3 separate regions of the Anser cygnoides genome follow, and all the other regions are linked to region 3. The links are chromatin contacts, called in public Hi-C maps. All regions are on one chromosome and are shown on one strand. The core of a region is the stretch at or near the end of the contact, and the rest is flanking DNA. Distances in the headings are between cores, read along the strand shown.

Region 1 (3,835 bases), core at 267-2,766, 130 kb after region 3:
GAGCCAGGGTCTCATGCCTGAGTCCCGAGCTGTGAAAAGGGGAATGCTTTATGTCACTGATTTACTCAGGTTCCCTCGGAACGTGTCCAAAAATAGCAATTTGCTTTTTTGCACAAAGCATCCTGTCATGCACTCATGATTAATTTATATACTGTCACTGCCTGGTCTCTTCATTACTGGGCTTCTCTCGTTTGGTATAGTATTTCTGCTGGTATTATTTCCCCCTAGCCTCCTGTGAACTGGAGTAATAACTGCAAATAAGCGATATTGCCCATATTGGCAATCCTGAAAGAAAAGTCAGCTTTTGTTTTTCCTCAGAAGACTTCTCTGAATGAGGAGGTCAGTTTTATGTGCTCAAACATATTTTCTGGGGAAGGCCATGGAGAAGAGCAAGGAGTGGGGGCTGCAGGGGAATTCTACCCTGGTACTTGTCAAGTTGAACGTTGTTCACACTGGTTGGGAATCACTCCCCTCACCACTGCGCATTTCACTAGGGCTATATCATGATGAACACACAGTCTTAATACCTGAAAGAATCACCACCCATGTTGGGCCAAACCAGCTCCTCACAAAGGCAACCATAGATTTGTTGATGACTTCGATGTGAATGGAAGCAAGACTTTCTCCACGCAATCAGTTTTATTCTCCAAGTGACATATTCTCCCTACATTATTTTGTTTTAAATATAATAAAAAGTTCCCTGTTGCTATGATTATCACTATTCTGAATTGGAAGTCATGTTAGTTTTATTTATTTTGGCTACAATGGTTGTGCTCCATTGTATTACTACTCTTCATGAGTTGTGTACGTATTATTTCTTGACTCATTACACCTAACGGGGAGGTGCAGAAGCCACCTGCCACAAACCACAGATGTGACCCACAGGTGTCTACAATTCACCCAGTGCCTTCCCTCTGCTCCACTGGTGACCCACAGAGCCACCAGAGCAGAGCCACTCCAGTCCCTTGGGCTGCCAACATCCACCCCCACCACGCCATTGTATTCAGGTCAGAAGTGGCCATTAAGCATCTGGCAGGTGGCCAACACTGTGCTTGGTTGAGCAATATTTGGGAGCTCTTGTATGTTGTTTATTGCAATTACCACTGGGTGAGCCCTGCAGAGTTTGGTTTGTTTGAGCTACTACAATCAAAGCTGCAGGGTTCAGTTTTCAGAGGTTAGCGCTTGAGCAACTTCTATATATTTACTCGGAGGTTCAAGATCTATTAAAAGGAACCATTCTGTTCTTTTGTCTCCTGTAAGCTGTATCACATTTGGCAGGAATAAAAGTACAATGGTCTCTTTGTACGTAATATATTGCCTAAAAAAAGGTATGTGATTGGAATGAAAGAAGTGCTGGCTGCAGTTACTGCCCGACTGGAAAGGGATGTATTTTCTCTGATGCAGAACAATTGTGCAAGCTGAAGAAATGGTACAAATCAATTGACTTATTGCACATAAAAGTAATGTTTGTACTCACAACTCTACTCATGTGACAGATAACATCCTGGTAAAAAGAAAGCACTTTACAAATCCAATGCACTAGCCATTATCTGTTGTGGCTTTCTTTTTCTTTTTCACATTTTTTATTTTATCCTGGACAGTGAAAATCAAAATCATCCTTGCTTTTTACAAATAGCCTTGTAAGAGCTCTTAGTGCTTGGGGATCTTAAAACAATACCCATTTGTTTCAAAATATTTTTTTTCAATTCACCTATAAAATCAAGGAACAGTGTATTTTGAAAGTTTAAAACATCATTTCTCATGAAATGCACATTTAACAGCATATCCCAATAATATTGACTAAGCAGATCTGAATGAATGACATACAGATGAGGAAATCTTTCTTCTTTTCTTTAGTTTCATGCTTCATTTCCACACACAGTTGTAGGACACGGGATACTGAGACTGGGATAATAGATTCAGTCTCTTCCTCAAAATTTAGGTATTCTATTTATAAATGAGAAACAGAGTATAGGACAGAACCTAGATTATCTCACTTCATTAAAAATACACCATTTACTAATGTTAAAAAACTACTGTTTGAAACAACTCTTTTCAGTGGTAATAAGAAAAGAGTTCTAAATATGAAAGAGGTCCTACCCCATGATTAATTGTGTCTTTTTAAAAAAAAAAAGATTATTCTACAACAGCTGTAATTTGTAGGTCACCAGTTTTGTCCTGGTAGATTTATAAAACCATGCAGTAGCTGAGCCAAGACTGTCCTACTCCAAACTGAAACCAACTTTTCCTTCTATGCTGAACGCTAGAATTGGCTTTTGCAGTGTGTTTCCCATGAAAATATTTTTTATCAGCTGTGCCAATTCAGAAAATAAATGGCATACATTTTGACTAAATGTAGTACATATCTCTATAAAGCAAAGTTAAAATAAATATGGAAAAATATTAAAATTGCATTCATTAAAGTTAGAATCTCTCTGAAATAATGATGTTGATGCAGGGATTTAATGTATTCTATGATTTAAGTTTTAACTCCTTATCTTTATTTCATCCAGCTTTCTTTCCCCTGGAACTTAGTTTTCCAAGGACACAAACTTTGAAATGTATTTGCAGTATCTTCAGTTATCTTTAGGGAAGTGTCTAGTAATTTTCAAGATGGGAAGCAGAAAAAGCAATTGGTTTTGATTGAAATAGGAACCAGACCTCCTTCAATACTTTTTTTTTTTTTTTTTGGATGAAGTTATTTTGAGAACGTTATGTTCACATCATAGACTAATACTGATTAGAATTTATTATTTCTGAGTTGATGAGTCCATAAAATTTCATTTCTCCATGTGGATGTTTGGGTTCCTCTTTTACTCTTGATATTTTCCTGGAAATTTTATTCACCTTCAAAAGTCCAGTCATTTCACCCCCAACTTTATCCTGGGTTTGTTCCTAGAATAATGTGTGCCTTTGATCTGGTGCACAGACAGTAAATAGTTATTTTCCATGCATTTTCCATTCAGTAATTGAGACTTTCTAAATTCCAGCAACATCAGTTTCTTTGCATTTTCCCATCTGAGTTGCCATATCAGCCCTTGCTGAGCTCTTGCTTCAAAACATCACATTGCATACTTCACAGTTGGCAAGGTCATATGTTGCCTATGAGAACAGGTATTTGTGGGTTGTGGTTCTTCTTACTGATTTCACATTGCCAAGCAAAAGCAGCGTAACATGATCCATAATAGTAGTCAATATTCAGAACTGGAGATTAATTTCAGATATAATTATCTCTGCAAGTGTACAGGCTGTCTTGCAGCAAACTCTTCACAAGCATTAGTGTCACCTACATGCTGTAATTATAATTGCCCTTCACTGGAAAAATCAGATTTTATTTACTGTACCAGCATACCACTTTCCTAGAAACTTCCTAGAAATATCCTTTACTACTTCAGCAGCACAACAGAATCTGTGAATTTGATTTGACTCTCTCTCAACCATTTAAAAACCCTGGGATCATATTCTGACTTCAGAAAAAGCAGTTGAAAAAGTTGCGGACAAATACTTCATATTTTCAACTTGTTCTGAATCATGGCTTCATAGGACAAGTTCTTGTTGGCAAGATAATATATTGCACTTAGCATTTTTATTAGAATCTTCCTGTTTTCCTCCTTCTTCTGAGAGTTCTGAAAACGAAGTATGTCACCACCATTCCTTGTGGTCTTTTGAAGAGTATCAACTGCTCCGTGATGACATGGGGAAACATGGTGCCGTTCAGATTTGTCTCAAGTCTTTTTCCAATTAGTGAATCCAGACTGTGTGAAAGCTTCCTCTGTGTGCTTCGTCAAAAGTAGTTTGCAAAACAGTAGCAACAAAGTACATTAACCCCATTAGC
Region 2 (4,169 bases), core at 1,272-3,771, 180 kb after region 3:
GATTTAAAATGAGAAAATATGCTATGCTTTTTTTCTTTTTTTGGTGCATATGTGTGTATGCGATTTTGAAGAATAGTTGCAGAATAGGTGAAGAGGCGGCAATAGGAAAGCTGGCCATGTGAAACAGCTGTACTAGCTGCAGAGAAGAGGAATAATGTGTGAAAGGAGTTGAGAGTGAAGACAATACATGCTTACATCATGAGCACAGCTCTCGTAGATATCCGAGTTACCCGAAGTGAGGTAGCATAAGCTCTCCCAGCAGGAGGCTCACAGCAGCAAGCAGCTCAATTGGGGTGGTAAAACCTGCTTCAGGCTGGCTAAGGGGGTACCTTGGGTGGTAATCTGTGCTGAGCAATGAGCTGCTGTGATACTACCACCAGCAGCACCTGTGCTGCTCATTTAAAACCTGTCCCTGAAGTGGTATTCAGGTGCCTGCGGAACAGGTACACCTTACACCTCTGCAGCAACAGTGAATCTTGTCTTGAAGAGAACAAGGAGCCTCTGTGGATGCTCTAAAGTATGTGATTGAACTTTAAACTTGGTTATTTTAAATTACAGTATTTCTACCTTCAGTAATACGGGCATTTAATACATGTTGTATATGACATCTTACTTGCAGTTAAATCACTGTAGGGTGAATGTATCATCTAAACCGAGACGTCAGCATGCATTTTCTGCGTGACTTGGTTACCTGCTATAACCTACACCCAGGCATGCAAGTGTATGCACGTACAGCAGATATATAATTATCCTTATACAAATACATGCATTTAACACAGGATTCTTATTTACCCTGTTAGCCTAATTAACTGCGAGGTCGGAAATACTGTTTTTACTAACACTTGGGAGTCATCAAATTAAACCTGCCTTAACATTTCCACTGTTGAAACCATCAACAAAGCAACAAACCCTAAAAGCGCCCTGAGAAGGAGAACACTCGTGGAGCAGGAGGCAGGGGAGTGCAATTCCCCTTTATATCACAGCTTTCTTCTCGACCCACTGCCGCTGCTCGGGTGGGTGCCTCTCACACCGGGGCCCCGTCGGATGCCCGGAGCCCGGAGCCTGAGTCAGGGCTTCCTGCCGCAGCCGGCCCGCCCCCGCGGGGCCTTACTCACCGGCCGGGCCGCCCCCAGCCCTGTCCCCTGGGCACCTTCCCTTCCCTTCCCTTCCCTTCCCTTCCCTTCCCTTCCCTTCCCTTCCCTTCCCTTCCCTTCCCTTCCCTTCCCTTCCCTTTCTTCTCTTTCCTCCCCTCCCCTCCCCTTCCCCTCCCCGCCCCGGTCCCGGCCGCCCTTTCTGGGGCTGCGGCGGTGGAAAGTAATCGATCTTGTTTAGGAGCCGGTGCGCGGCTAACACTTCCTGCAGTAATTTGTGACCGCGGCTATTGCCGGTGCTCGCCCCCTTCGCTCGCCGCCCCGACGCCGCGCAGTCTGCCGGGGAGGAGCCGGGCAGCCGGGCGAGGGGGCAGGGCCGGCGGGGAGGGGCAGGGCCGGCAGCGGAGGGGAGGGCAGGGAGGGGAGAGAGGGGAGGGGAGGAAATCCCCCTCCGCAGCCGCCTTCTTTGGAGGTCCCTGCAGCCCGGCACTGAGCCGCCTTTTTTTTTTTTTTTTTTTTTTTTTTTTTTTTATGAATGGGCTTGGAAGCCCGGTGACAAATTAAAGCGCTTTTCTTGGAAAAGCCAGCCGGCGTGTGATGGGTTCAAACCGAGTTTCAACAACAAATCTCCCCATTCAGCGCGGGCCAGGAAGGGAAGAGGTGCTTCCCCCCCATCCTCCCGCACGGCTGGGAGAGGATGGGATGGGATGGGATGGGATGGGATGGGATGGGATGGGATGGGGTGGGATGGGATGGGATGCGGTGGGATGCGGTGGGATGCGGTGGGATGCGGTGGGATGGCGGCGGGGGTCCCAGCCCCGGCACCCCGCGCTCTCCCCCTGTCCACTCGCCCTTTTACCTCCGCCCTCCCTCGGTCCGTCCCCTCCCGGCCCCTCGGCTGTCCCAGCGGCGGGGACACGGGCAGAGCCGGGGGCCAGACCCAAAGGTAAAGGCGTTGGTGCCGCCCGCAGGCGCTGCCGGCCCCGGTGCAGTGCGGGGCGGTGCGGAGCGCGTCCCCCCGCCCGTGTGCGGAGCCTGGGGAGGAGGCGCTTGCTCGCATCTCACCCGTCTGTGCAGCTTAATTTTTATTTATCCACCCTTTAAACGCCACCCCCTCCGCCCCCCCCCCCCGCCCCATACCGATTCCTTCCCGTTGCATTTTAAAGACCGAGGCCGTGCAAGTCGCCCCCCAGCCCCTTCGTCCCTAAACACCTCGGGTTATTTTTTTGCAAATAGCTCTCCCCGGCGAAGCGGAGGGCTCGGGGCGGGGGCTGCGAGTTTTCTGAATGGTGGCGAGGAGGAGCGTAGGGAAAGCGGTGATCCCTCGCCGCTGCCGAGCTGGCTGCCCCGATCGTGGGAAAGTGGCTGCACGTAAAGCAGCGGATTCTTTGTCCCTGTTGTTCTTCTGTAATCGATCTCACTTCAAGTCGAGGGGTGGAAAACTTCAAAGGCGGATCAGGCTGTTGGAGGTCGGGGCGAGAGCACAATCAGCTCGTAATGCACCCACTTTGCCTCCTCCCCCCCCCGCGCAGCCCCCCTCCTCCTCCTCCAGGAGCAGGGACTGGCTGGGCTGGGGGTGAGGGGAAGAGCCCTCCGATCCCTAAAGCACACCCCATCAATAAATAAAATGCAGACTTTGTGGAAAGAGGGAGGGAGGGAGGGAAGGAAGAGAGTTGGGGGCGTTAATACACCCAAGTCAAACACACAGGCTCCTGACTGCACTGTTAATGTCTCTCCTGTCTTGTCTAAATAGCTGCTTTCTGGTCATATATGGAAGAGTTTTCGCCTTTTTTTTTTTTCCTCTAGGTCAATTTTAGGACTGTGCAGTTTACAGTGCAAGTTAAAGAAAAAAAAAAAAAAGCTGCTTGGCAGTAGCCGAGGGTTGTCCTTCGTAGTTTGTAGTACAAAGCAATCTCCTATGGCATGCAGTTTGAGCAGAGGAGGGAGGAGGGAGCACGAACGGTGCCAAGACAATACACAACCGCTCTGTGGACATCTGCCATGTAGACCCAGCTGCGGCTGGGACTTTGGTCGGATCTGCCAACATGTGAAAACTGCGTCGAGGGATAGAAGGGATATCCGAAGACATGGAAATGTGCTCTTGCACTTGCATGTTGATAGACCAGAGGAGAAAAACTGTGCAACTATTTTCTGTTAACAGTGCTTCATGGCATTTTCTAAACAAGCTATTTGGGATAAGATGTCAGAAAACTGCATGCAGTCAGTACTAGATCCACCCCCAGATCTGCCTATCACAGTTGGTGTCTTGAAGCTTTTTAGTACTGTAAGCTGAATTTAACTTGATGTGATCGATGATTTTGTTCCTCTAAATGACTTACTGGTATGTCTTGATTCAACATTAAAATACACTTTGATTGTATCATGTGATTTTTCTTGGAAACTGTTGAATTCGGTGAGTAACTGCTTAGCAGAGATTAAGTTCCCCCCAGCCTCAGGTTGTGCCCACCTGGCAGTAGAAAAATGCATAAATAAGCTGTTGCCCAGGCCTATCTGAGCCTATTTTGGGATTCCCTTGCCGTGAAAAAACATGGTAGCACATTAGCAGGCAAGTAGCTGGAGCAAGCTATTTTGATGACTGGGTTGTGCCAGCAACTACAATTTCGGGTAGCCTCAGACAGCAGAGAGGTGAAAAGATAACTGCAAGTCAGTTTGGCATCTCCCATGCATTAGCTGTCAGCTGTCATGCTAGGGACAGGGTTTTAGCCATTCTGAAAGTTTTTTATTTCTGCTGTTGTTAAAAATAAGTAACATTTTAGCATTCTACACATATGAGACAGACCCTCAAATATCTTTCCACATGTACAGTCAGCAATGGTCACTTCCAATTCTGCAACAGTAAGATGGTTACTTAACATCGCGTGGGCACATAGCACAGGTGGAGCTCACAGTTGTATTAGGACATTGTGAAGCTCATTTCCATTCAACTAACTGTAGCCTTCCAGTTACTCACTTTTTGCATTGCAATTTTCTGGTGTTTGTTTGTTTGTTTGTTTGTTTTCCTCAGACTGAATTTTTCAGGATCTGTTTCAGTAAAAATGATTCATCTCTGCTTAAATA
Region 3 (3,815 bases), core at 623-3,122:
GTTGAAAAAGATGATTGTAGCCTGCAGGAGGATTGAAAACTGACTGCAGGAATCTCATCTCTGTTAGGTGGCGCTGTTAAAATAATGAATATTGACAATATTGCTGCTGAAACATCCCAGCTAGGATATAAAAATGAGACATCAATAGCATTACCAGATCAGGCCATGTTTCCCCATTTTAGGTCAGAAAGAGAGGGTGTTGGGAGCCCTGGGGCAGCGGGACCCCCTGCGCCCCATCCCGCCTGCCCCTCTGCTTGCTCTGCAGCACGGGGAGTAACTTCAAGTTTAAAGCTTGACATTTCCTGGTTTTCCACTCAGATATTATGGGATATGGCAGTAACGACCTCTTTTATCAGGGCACAACGTAAACTTCCTAAAAGTAGACTGGATTGACGTTCAGTTTGCACATTCCAGAGCAAACAGCTACGGAGAACGTGCTTTAATTGTGAGTGTTAAAAGTGACGTGGGAATTCAGGCTGAGCACTTCTGACTGCTGTGGCTTTAATTGAGAAGCTGGTATTTTATGAGGGGAGTTGGAAATAAAGCTATATACAGACAAGTGTGCAAGTTAAATGCCACAGTTCCTTTGCATACTTGTAAGGCTAACACAATTAGTTTCTTCTAAAAATATTTTATGCCTCTTTAGTAAGCCTTTGAGAAGGTTATATTTATAATTCTCTTTATGATGTTTTGCTGCATGTTGTTAGCTGCTAATTACTGAAGTATGTTGCTCTAGATCAGGGAGCTTTTGCAACATGTGTTAATGGCAAATCAGGAACTTATGGAGACGCCCTCAGTTTGCATTATCAGTTCATACACAAGCACATGAAAATGCAGAGCCTAAGAGCCCTCTTTAAAGGTGAGTTTCCAAAGGTTTTGTCAATTGACTTCACGGTTTTGGACAGGACAAGAAGGGATCTTCACCGAGGTAGGAAGGCACATGTATGTAAGGAGAGTACTTTGGCATGGAGAAAGGCTAGCATAATCCCTCCAAAGTTGAGGGATTTGGAACTGTATGGGGGGTGAAAGACCAGAGACCTTCTGGGATCAGCAGGGGGAACGGGAGCTCATCCCTTCTTCCTCCAGTAAATGACTGGCTGACCTCATCGCCCTCCTCAGAAGCTTTCCTGTGTACCATTCTCCTGCGTGGCCGGCAGTCCGGTATTGGATATTGGATCAGACTCCATTAAATATCTCTCTACAAGCTGCTAAACATTGCCTTTGCCCCCCATCCCCCCTTGGCACATACCGTGACAACCTGAGACATCTAGCTCAAATGGTAAAGACTCCAAAAACTCTGGGATGCAATGGAGGGAGCAAGAGAGACCAAGGGCCTTTGGCATTTGCAGTGACTGTGTTAAGGGAAAGTGGCTAGGGACTAAACAACTGTTTTGACCCAGAAATCCTTGATACACCAACAATTTTGCTCATATGGTGCTTTCGCAGCTGCATTTCTTGTTCCTGCAGTGCCCAATGGTTGTGCTGTTCTGTCTGCTGAGTTTGACTTGGGTTTAAGTAAGCAGGAGCCAAATTTGAAAATAAAAAATAAATCCAAATGGTAAGACCGGAATAAATGCATATATTAAATATTTCGCTAAGTTTTATCAGTGAAACGTTTGGTTATAGTTTGTTTGTTTTGGACTTAAATCAACAACAAAAGAAACCAAAACTTTTGCAAAGCAACTGTTAGAACTTACTGCTTGTCTGGAGAAACTTAACAAAACAAATACTAATTAAAATTAACTTGTTACTGTAACACTTGACTACAGAAACTTCCCAGGCCTTTACTGTCTTCTGACTTGTAGTTGTTAGGATTTCTCCAGTATGGCAGTATTTTTGCTCCTTTGCTTTGTCCAGTGACACTGAAATTCCTGACATAGGAGCCTGGCTCTCTGGCGAGCATGTAGGGATCTGTAATTGTTTCCTGTCCTCAAAATGGGGCCAGAGACTGGGGGGTGGGAGGGAGGGAAATGGGGAAAAAAAGTAGAAGTCTCACACTATCGAGGTCTCATTATTGGTGCAAGAAAAAAAGGTTGTTCCCTTAAGATTTGGTGTCCAGTTGCTTTACTGTTATTTTTTAATTTACTGCTAAAGGGCTGAAACTTCACGTTTTTCTTGTGAGAGCTGGGATTCTCATGTAATTTTAGGAATCTGGACTGGGGTTTTCAGGAGAAACACTAAACTAAACTAAATGCAGAAAAACTTAAAACAATAGTGTTATCAGCTCCTGAGAACCCTTGATGTTTCTCTTACAGCTCTTAAAAGCAACATGTGATAATATCAGAATTTTATCTCTCAAGTTGTCCTTTCCCCAGAGAAATTTTTCTAGCTGCAGACAGAGGTTGAGAAAACACAACCTGAGTACGTACAAAATGCTTCATTTCCGAAGGACAAATTTGAAAGACCTCCCCCCTACGTTATTTTTTAACAAATCTTGTTTATTTTGGGGCCTAACTTGTGATTTCCCAACATTTGCGATTGACGATCTAGGTCTTGAAAGCGGGCAGTACCTCCCCATCTGTCAACAGTGGGATGTCAGCATCCTGCAAGGAAGGCTTTCCTGCAGTTATGATGTTTATAATTCTAGCAGAAGGCTCCCAAATCCCACCTCCTGATGTAGCGGGGACAGCAGTGGAAGAGCCAGTGGTGTCCTGGCTGCTGGGGGCTTGTGTTCAGGGCTGGGACAGACCTGTTAGGGATCAACACCCAGGCTTGTCAGTTTTGCACTGGGCTCTTCTTGGAGCATTTAGCCCACCGGGAAAGCCTCACGTTACAGCGCCATCATACAGGGCTGTGGCAAGCAACTTCAGCTGTGGTGTGGGGCCTTTGCTTGGCCCTGCCGAAGTCCAGGTGGATGTGGGACATAAGTTTAAGCCACCAACAAAGGTACTTCCAGGATGATGTTTCCTTCCCATGTTTGTCATGCTCTGGCTGTTCCTGTCAAAGAGATCCGCGGTGCAAACCCAGTTCCTAAAGCTGTTGAAGTATAGGGCCAAGCTTGCATTCACTGCAGGAACAGCGAAGCAAAGGTCTTACCTACAACAGCTACGTCACTGTTGTTCTCCATCAAAGCAATCTCTGTACCAAACCTTCAAACCAAATGCATCAGTCGTAATGATTTTGACTTTGTTCTTCTCTTTGCTGATTCTTTACAAGCAGTTTTTAATCTTGGCCTGTAAGCACCCTGCAGCAGGGATTTTGTTTGTGTATATGCAGTACCTAACGCCGGGAGGTCCCAGTCCTACTTGAAACTACTGGGCACTGCTGTAATGTACAGAGTAAATGAAAATAGCGATCAAAATGTCAGCAATAAAAGAATAAAATACGTTAACTGCAATAAAATACTTTCATGAATGCTTAGTTATATTTTATTGGGCTTTCAGGACTTATATATCCTCCAAGTCTTTACGAATACTTGAGACTAAATAACAACATTTTGGTGAACACTGAAATATTTGACATTTTCAAGAGGTCAAGATCTATTTTATAATCCTTGGCAAATTCAAATCATTTCCTTTAAACTGTTTACACTTGAGGGAGTTATGATCCTGTTTACTTCTCACGAATCGGGAGGGGTGGAGAGGTTTTGGTCTGGAGAGGTAGATCCAGCAGCACGAAGTAGCAGGTTTGGCAGGCCTGATGGAGCTCGCAGCGGGAGAGATGAAGCACAGAGCGGGGATAATGCCTTCGTGTCTGCCCCGGGCTTCACCAGACGCCCAGCTGCATGGGGGACGTTTCACAGACACGTGTAGGGCTTCCTATAGGCAGGTCTGTGAGAGCCCAGCCATCCGGGGTAAGGTCTGGCTGCCCTTTGG

What was found. Hi-C and Micro-C count contacts between places; a contact is called where the count stands out from the background.
Region 1: a Hi-C map of liver shows a contact between it and region 3, with 19 times the contacts expected there. The contact joins two enhancer-like sites. A contact is called at or near these places in 2 of 7 Hi-C or Micro-C datasets (both in liver).
Region 2: a Hi-C map of liver shows a contact between it and region 3, with 1.8 times the contacts expected there. The contact joins two enhancer-like sites. A contact is called at or near these places in 2 of 7 Hi-C or Micro-C datasets (both in liver).

What each region holds. Positions count from the first base shown.
Region 1 is chr1:37,446,630-37,450,464 of Taihu_goose_T2T_genome, forward strand. No RefSeq gene overlaps it. Among named protein-coding and RNA genes, the nearest start is that of HMGA2, 88 kb to the right of the region's middle. Within about 2 kb of position 1,517, at least 2 of the 3 cell types and tissues checked have open chromatin away from gene starts, as enhancers often do. A contact at or near this core is called in liver, where this site is marked.
Region 2 is chr1:37,490,375-37,494,543 of Taihu_goose_T2T_genome, forward strand. No RefSeq gene overlaps it. Among named protein-coding and RNA genes, the nearest start is that of HMGA2, 44 kb to the right of the region's middle. Within about 2 kb of position 2,522, at least 3 of the 3 cell types and tissues checked have open chromatin away from gene starts, as enhancers often do. A contact at or near this core is called in liver, where this site is marked.
Region 3 is chr1:37,315,314-37,319,128 of Taihu_goose_T2T_genome, forward strand. The region is part of intron 1 of MSRB3 (methionine sulfoxide reductase B3); the gene reads left to right. Among named protein-coding and RNA genes, the nearest start is that of MSRB3, 14 kb to the left of the region's middle. Within about 2 kb of position 1,873, at least 1 of the 3 cell types and tissues checked has open chromatin away from gene starts, as enhancers often do. A contact at or near this core is called in liver, where this site is marked.